Regions from separate parts of the Mus musculus genome. Here region 2 is linked to region 1. The links are chromatin contacts, called in public promoter capture Hi-C maps. All regions are on one chromosome and are shown on one strand. The core of a region is the stretch at or near the end of the contact, and the rest is flanking DNA. Distances in the headings are between cores, read along the strand shown. Region 1 holds the start of Tyro3 (TYRO3 protein tyrosine kinase 3). Region 2 overlaps Sptbn5 (spectrin beta, non-erythrocytic 5).

What was found. Promoter capture Hi-C pulls out the DNA fragments that hold promoters and counts their contacts.
Region 2: a contact with region 1 is called in a promoter capture Hi-C map of embryonic stem cells, with 2.8 times the contacts expected there. The contact joins the enhancer-like site here to the promoter of Tyro3 in region 1. A contact is called at or near these places in 4 of 39 promoter capture datasets (embryonic stem cells, erythroid cells, liver and 1 more), 1 of 484 Hi-C or Micro-C datasets (erythroblasts), 2 of 115 datasets of contacts at active chromatin or transcription factors (embryonic stem cells and large pre-B cells) and 4 of 9 other capture datasets (adipose tissue, embryonic stem cells, macrophages and 1 more).

The regions. Positions count from the first base shown.
Region 1 is chr2:119,797,704-119,800,849 of GRCm38.p6, reverse strand. It overlaps Tyro3 (TYRO3 protein tyrosine kinase 3), which reads right to left and starts at 1,336. Exons shown (of 19, transcript NM_019392.2): 1 at 967-1,336. The coding sequence starts at 1,060.
Region 2 is chr2:120,042,689-120,045,940 of GRCm38.p6, reverse strand. Sptbn5 (spectrin beta, non-erythrocytic 5) reads left to right here. Exons shown (of 67, transcript NM_001370938.1): 64 at 274-339; 65 at 656-757; 66 at 862-944. It overlaps Pla2g4b (phospholipase A2, group IVB (cytosolic)), which reads right to left. Exons shown (of 20, transcript NM_145378.4): 20 at 2,908-3,252. Gm28042 (predicted gene, 28042) reads right to left here. Exons shown (of 27, transcript NR_104353.1): 27 at 2,908-3,252. Among named protein-coding and RNA genes, the nearest start is that of Gm52559, 6.2 kb to the left of the region's middle. Within about 2 kb of position 1,415, at least 59 of the 459 cell types and tissues checked have an H3K27ac peak or open chromatin away from gene starts, as enhancers often do. A contact at or near this core is called in embryonic stem cells, where this site is marked.

The DNA of each region.
Region 1 (3,146 bases), core at 87-2,586:
GACACACACAAACACACGCCCACACACACACACCCTCCTGGCATGTATTAAACAGATGGGCAGGTGAAGAATCTGCATAAAGGAAATCCAGACCTGTTCTTTCTGCTCCTTACTGTGTAACCCTAGGTAAATTCCTGGGCTCTCTGAGCATCTGATACGCACCTCGGAGCCTGCATATACTTTCCACTCTTTAGCTTCCTTTCCTTTCAAGGCTAATGTGGCAAAGAACTCAGTTTTTAAGAAATGCTTGTTGGATGGCTGCTGCCGGGGGAGGGGGGGGGCGCCTGTCTCTCTACCCTTCCCACTCACCCTCACAGGACAAGGAGACATAGCTTCACACCCCTCTGCACCCTGATGTGTGCGTGTGAACTTGAAGGCAAAGGTGCTGCCCTCCTGCCTCGGGGAAATGCCTCTGTGGCTGTGTGGCAACGTAAAGCTAATCTTCACAAGAAGCAGTAACCTTCACCCAACCCAAGCTACTCAACATTCGGGTTTCCGGGAGCGCCAAGGGCCACAGGAACTAGAGTACGGGCAGAGGTATTTTAGAATCCAGCACCTTCACAACCCTGGGTGCTCAAACCCAGATCCTGTAGTTTCAAAGTGGGACCTCGGGGGTGTGCGGAAGGCAGAATGGGTCCTTAGGACTGGGGAAAAGGGAGCAGACTACTAGGAACATAGAGGCGGGAAAATACAGTCCTAAGCACCCCCGACTGCCCACACCCCCCACTCCCTTCCTTTGCACCCAGCCAGCCCCGGGCGCGAGAAAGTTGGGGGCGGGGGCCGCGGCCGGAGGTCTGGCAGCCAACACCCGCTGCGTCCTAGTCTCGGCCTTCCAGCCCCGGCCACCGACCCCAACCTCTGGCCGGCCCAGGCCCGGGTCTCGCCCGCTGCCGTCCCCGGGCTGCGCCCCTCAGTCGTGCGGCTCAGCAGCCCCCCGCTTCCCGCCGCCTCCCGGGCCACCCCTACCTGCGGCCGCAGACCCGGGGAGCAGCAGAGAAGCCAGTCCCGCCAGCAGCAGCGGCCGGAGCCCCGGCCACCCCATGCTCCGCCTCAGCGCCATCGGCGGCGACGCCGCACCATGCCGGGCCCGGCCCGCGAGCGCAGAGAGGAGGGTGGCGGAGGAGGGGCGGGAGGCCCGCGGGAGGGGCGGGGGGCGGCGCTCGGCCCGGGCGTCCCGGACCCGCGGCCGCCTAGAGCCGCGGCCACCGCCGTCAGCAGCGAGGAGTCCCCGGGGCTGCGGCTGGGCCACCGCGCTCCTTCCACAGCCGCCGCCGCCGCCGCCGCTGATTCATGTTCTTCTGCGAGCCGCCGCCTCCTCCCGGCCCGCCCGCCCGCCCTCCGCGGAGCTCGTGCCGCCCTCCCCCTCCCCCGCGCAGCCCCGGTGGCGAGAGCCGAGCGCTAACCTCAGCCCTTACCGCCCGACCTCCCGCCCACCTCCAGAAGGCGCAGCGGGACCCGCGCCCTGGCCACTCCGCTGCCGCTGCGGAGGACCTGCCTCGCTCCCTGGACAGGCACCCGGCCACGCCCCTCCTTCCCCAAATACTTTCCAGTCTCCAGCGGGGCACCCCATCCTCTCCTCAGAACCCCTCTTGGAAGCTCCTGCCACACCCCAACACTGTTCTAAATCCTGACCTCAGACTCCGACACAGCCCTCTCAGAACACAAAGCACCTACTAGACACAGCAACCCTCAGGTGTCCCCAAGACGGCTGGAACAGCTCCCCGAGAAACTACTAGCATCCCTGTACCTCTTTGCTTGAGCTTTTCACCCAGTTTTTTTTTTCTTTTTCGATCTTTGTAGCCTACCTTTAATCGCCAAGTATTCTCCTATCGAAAGACCATTCTCCCCAGCCCATCTTCCCAGAGTGTTTTCCAGTTTGTCGTCCATCTAGAGTTTTCCAAGATCTGTTTCGTAATTCTTAGGTGTCCATCCCCACTGCTAGCCTACGAAGGCCAAAGCAAAATCACCGTGATTTTCGAGGGTATCATTCTTCTTTCTTGCTTCCTCTTTCCACCCCTCCACTTCTGGGACATAGTGTGAACATTGGCATTGTCTTCATACTAGCTAGTGAAACATCTGCTATTATTAGTAGACCACCTTGCGCACAGTAGGCACTCCATAAATAAATAGGCAGATCCTTGTTAAAAGAATGAATAATTGCCTGCTCCACAACCAGTAATCACTGGAGGTGGCCTGCCCACAGACATCCTGTCAGGAAGATGCAGAGCTGGTTCCAAATCGCACCTGCCAAGTCCTCCTCTTGTCCTCACCTCTTCTTGGCCCCTGGAGGACAACCCACAACAGGCGCTTTCCAGGGGTCCTGGATGGGGAGAAAGAACTAGCCAGTGAGACGTCCCATACTCACTGGATCTTTCCAGGGATTCTCCTGAGCAGCAGGAGCCTCCCTCTTCCTCCACTTGGCCCACCAGTGCTTGTTTATTAATTATCTTAATGATAACAGCAGTGCTGGCGGCAGCCGCAGACCCAGCTGGGGGCGCCCCCAGGCGGCAGGATAGGAAGACTCTTGGCAAGTCTGGTCAACAGTTGGATCGGAGGGGCCTGACTTCCTGCTGAGCGCTCTGCCAATTTTCTTGGGAACTCTAGGATGGCTCCAGGACGCTTTCCTGAAGGGGGAAAAAAGAAAAGAAAAGCACACAAGCTTGCTCTTTTCCAGAGCTTTGGAATTTTGAGTGTCAGACAGTCTGGAACGGAAGCCAGAACTGTTCTACGCTGTCTCCAGTAAAGGGGACCCTTCTCTTTATTTCAATTAACCTGGCACAGAGTATTCCCGGAAGATGTTCAATCTAGAGACCAAACACAGCTTCTACTTCCTGTTCTTCACTCCTGAGCTGATATGGAATTCTAGCCCAAGGGTTTATACTTTGTTATCAGTTAAACTGGCTCCTTAGGCAAGTCATGGAGGTGGCTTTCCGCATTCTAACTAAGCCTGAGACACATCACCATCCTGCTAGAAAATATGTCTGCTTTCCCTGAAGGGAAATCCCACCTCACTTTCCCCGAAGGACATCCTGGTTCCATGTTATCTTCCTAATTTCATTTCAGTATCCGCCCTGGCTCTCAGTATTTCTACTTACAGGGCCAAAGTGGCAGGCAGAAACCTGTGGGGTGCTGATCTGCCTTGCCTT
Region 2 (3,252 bases), core at 166-2,665, 250 kb before region 1:
GGACCAGCACTCTGAGTGGGAGAGAAGACGGGAGGACTCGTGTTTGAACACTAGGGGTGAGCTGCACATCTGGCTAAGAGGAAGGAACTGTAGCGTGGTAGCCTCGTTGGACTACCATTATCTCCCTGGAGCATGTAGCCAGGTCACAGGGGCACAGGTATCCAGGGTCCACACTCTGGAGCAGGCCCAGGGGCCAGGAGTGCTGGGGGGGCACTAGGAAGGAGGAGTGGGTGTCTCCCTTCTGACATCTGGGCCCCCATCTTGTATTTTCAGGAGGCAAAGGGTGGTCATGTCACGGAGGCATCTGTGGAACAGCAGCCCCCCACAGAAGGGAGGCAGGTGCGTGCTAGCTCTAACTGCAGGCAACCATATTCAGCAACCATCCAGGCCTGCCACTGTGGCTTCTGGTAGACTCCTGTGTAACTTCCTGGGTGGTCTCAGAGAAGGCAATAGTTTCTACCCACAGAAGAGGAAAGGGGAAGAGAAGGGGCTTACCCCTACCTGCTTTGGTTGCCAGGTCAAGAACTTCCAACCTCTCGGTTGTCCTGTCTGAGCCCACCCTTGTTTCCTCTTCCCGGTGAAAACTGTGAGCAGTACTTTTCCTGAAAGAGTCTGAGGCCTGGCCTGGGGGCCCTTTTCCCTGTCTTCCCCACAGCCCAGAACCAGCTTCCCAACCAGCAGCCATGGGATCTTGGCAAGGGGAGCCTCGAGCCCATTCTCAGATATGAGGAAGGCAGAAGTGCCAAGTGGCACTGGGGTAAGAGCTCTCAGGCAATTAGAAGCATCTCAGGGGGATAGAAGATAGCTCCCATAGGGAAAAGCCAAGGGCCCCTGTGATCCCTGTACCTCATTGCTCCCCAGGAACTGGCTTACGTGTCCCCCCTTGTACCTGAGGAGACTGAATGTGAGAGGCTGGAGGACAGAAGGCAGACTTTCTTCCCAAGGTGAGGGTTATAGGCCTGGCCCGACAGCAAGCTTGGCTGGGGCTATAGGCAGAGGTCCAGCATGACAGGTCAGCTTAGAAGGCAGGCTGAGCATCTCTGAGTTCTGTTTGCAGTGTTGTCTGAAAAGCAGGCTGCAAGCTGGCAGCCAGCCTTGGGTAGCATGGCAGGTGGGCTGGAGGGGAAGGAAGGAGGGGCTGCTGGGGCCCAGGTTCCCAGTGTTATTGTACCTTACAGAGCTATGAGCTTTTACAGCCCATCTCTCTAGAAAGTGAGCCTTGCGGCTTTTCTCAATGAACTTACTACTCTGAGTGGCTTAAAAACTCGCCAGACACAGATAATCAGTAGCAGAGGTAAAGATTTTCCTGTCCTGTCCCCTTTGGAGTCTGTACCAACTCCCTACCTCCACCCCACCCCTTCTAGCCAGGGACTGTGTGGGCTCTGTTTCTTTTGGGACTCAAAGGCTGTGTTAACTCCAAATGCTGTCTTGATTGGTCTGGACTGTGGCCACGCCCAGGTCTATGTGCAGAAAGAATGTGCAGAACACACCCTTTGCCATTTGTGCCTGCCTCACGAGTCTGCTGGGTTCTCTGTGGAGTGGTGTGTGTGGGGGGGTTCCTCCCTGTTCCTTGGTCCTAGCTCCCTCCCTCACTGTCATCACCTCCCCTTGTTCCCACCTTTTTTCCAGAATCCCAAAGGAACCCTGGATTTTTCCACCTCCCTGCAGTGAGCTCTCAAGGAGTCTGCTTGGAAGTGTTGAGCGCTCACCCACACTGTAGCACCAGAGTAGAAAGGCAGACAAGGGCTGACTCAGCATGCATCTTAGTCCCTGAGCCAGGGACACAGCTTCTAGGAAGGAGCCGTCTTGGGCAACATGAACCTTACCCTCTGGTTCTACAGCCTAGAACCCAAGGTCAGGCTCCCAGCTGAGAGCAAGGACACTGTATCCAAGTGGGATACTGGTGGAATGGGTTTTTCTCTTTATCCCAAGATGCCAGGACTCAAGGCCCGCTCTGTTGAGTGGGCTTGTGAGACCCCCACATGGGAGACCCTGGCTCCCACACCTCAGAAAGCTGGAAGCCATCACACCAGCACTCTAAGGTGACAAGGCTCTCTTCCCCCATAGACTCCAGGAACATGCTATCACAGGGGCTCACTTCCCCCCCCCCCATCTCCCCACCTTCTACACCTACCCCTCAGAAGCTCCACATGCCATTACTGCTCTGGCCATCCCCCAGTCAAGAGTCTCTCTGGGTGACCACACACCCCTGGATGCTCCCCAAGTCCTCACTCTCAAACTTCTTTTCCTTGCTCTCTGAGACATCTGAGACAGTGCCTCTGCTCTTTAGCTCCATCCTGACTCCATCCTGTCTTGTCTCTGTTCCTGATTCCAGGGGGATACAGGGTCAAGGTGTCAGCATGTGCAGGCCAATGGCAAGAAGTATAAAGGCTAAGGGATTAGGCAGACTGAACGCAGGCTCTCCTTTGGCATGCTCAGCCTCACGTGGATCCTGGCTTCATGCTCAGCCACCTCAGCTATGCCTTTCCTATCTCCAAGCCAAGGGGCTTTGGGCCCTCTAAGAACTGGGGTAGGGTACTTGGGGCATCTCTAAGAATTGGGGTAGGGTACTTGGGGCATCTCTAAGAATTGGGGTAGGGTACTTGGGGCATCTAGATGAGGATGTGAATACCTCCCCCCCCCCCCACATACACCCAACACCAGTCCCCAGGTCCAGTCAAATACATCTGTCATATACATCTAGGCTGGCACTCAGCTATGTGCCTGAAGGCCCTCATGCTGTAACAGGTGATGGCCATGGTGACAGCCACAGCTGTGGTCCCTCTGCAAGCCTCCGGTGCTCCAGCTTGATTCTGATGCACAGGAGGAGGAACAGGACTTGTACTAGACGCACCAGTTTCTGGTGGTCCTGGGACTGACCTGAGGGCATGTACTTTACCACTGAGATTTAACTTTTTAAAAAAATATTTATTTATTTATTTATTTATGTATTATATGTAAGTACACTGTAGCCGTCTTCAGACACTCTAGAAGAGGGCATCAGATTTCATTACAGATGGTTGTGAGCCACCATGTGGTTGCTGTGATTTGAACTCAGGACCTTTGGAAGAGCAGTTGGCACTCTTAACCGCTGAGCCATCCCACCAGCCTGAGATTTAGCCTTTTAAGATTGATTTATTTTATGCATGTGAGTACATTGTTGCTATCTTCAGGCACACCAGAAGGTGGCATCAGATCCCATTACAGATGGTTGTGAGCCACCATGTGGTTGTTGGGAATTGTACTCAGGAT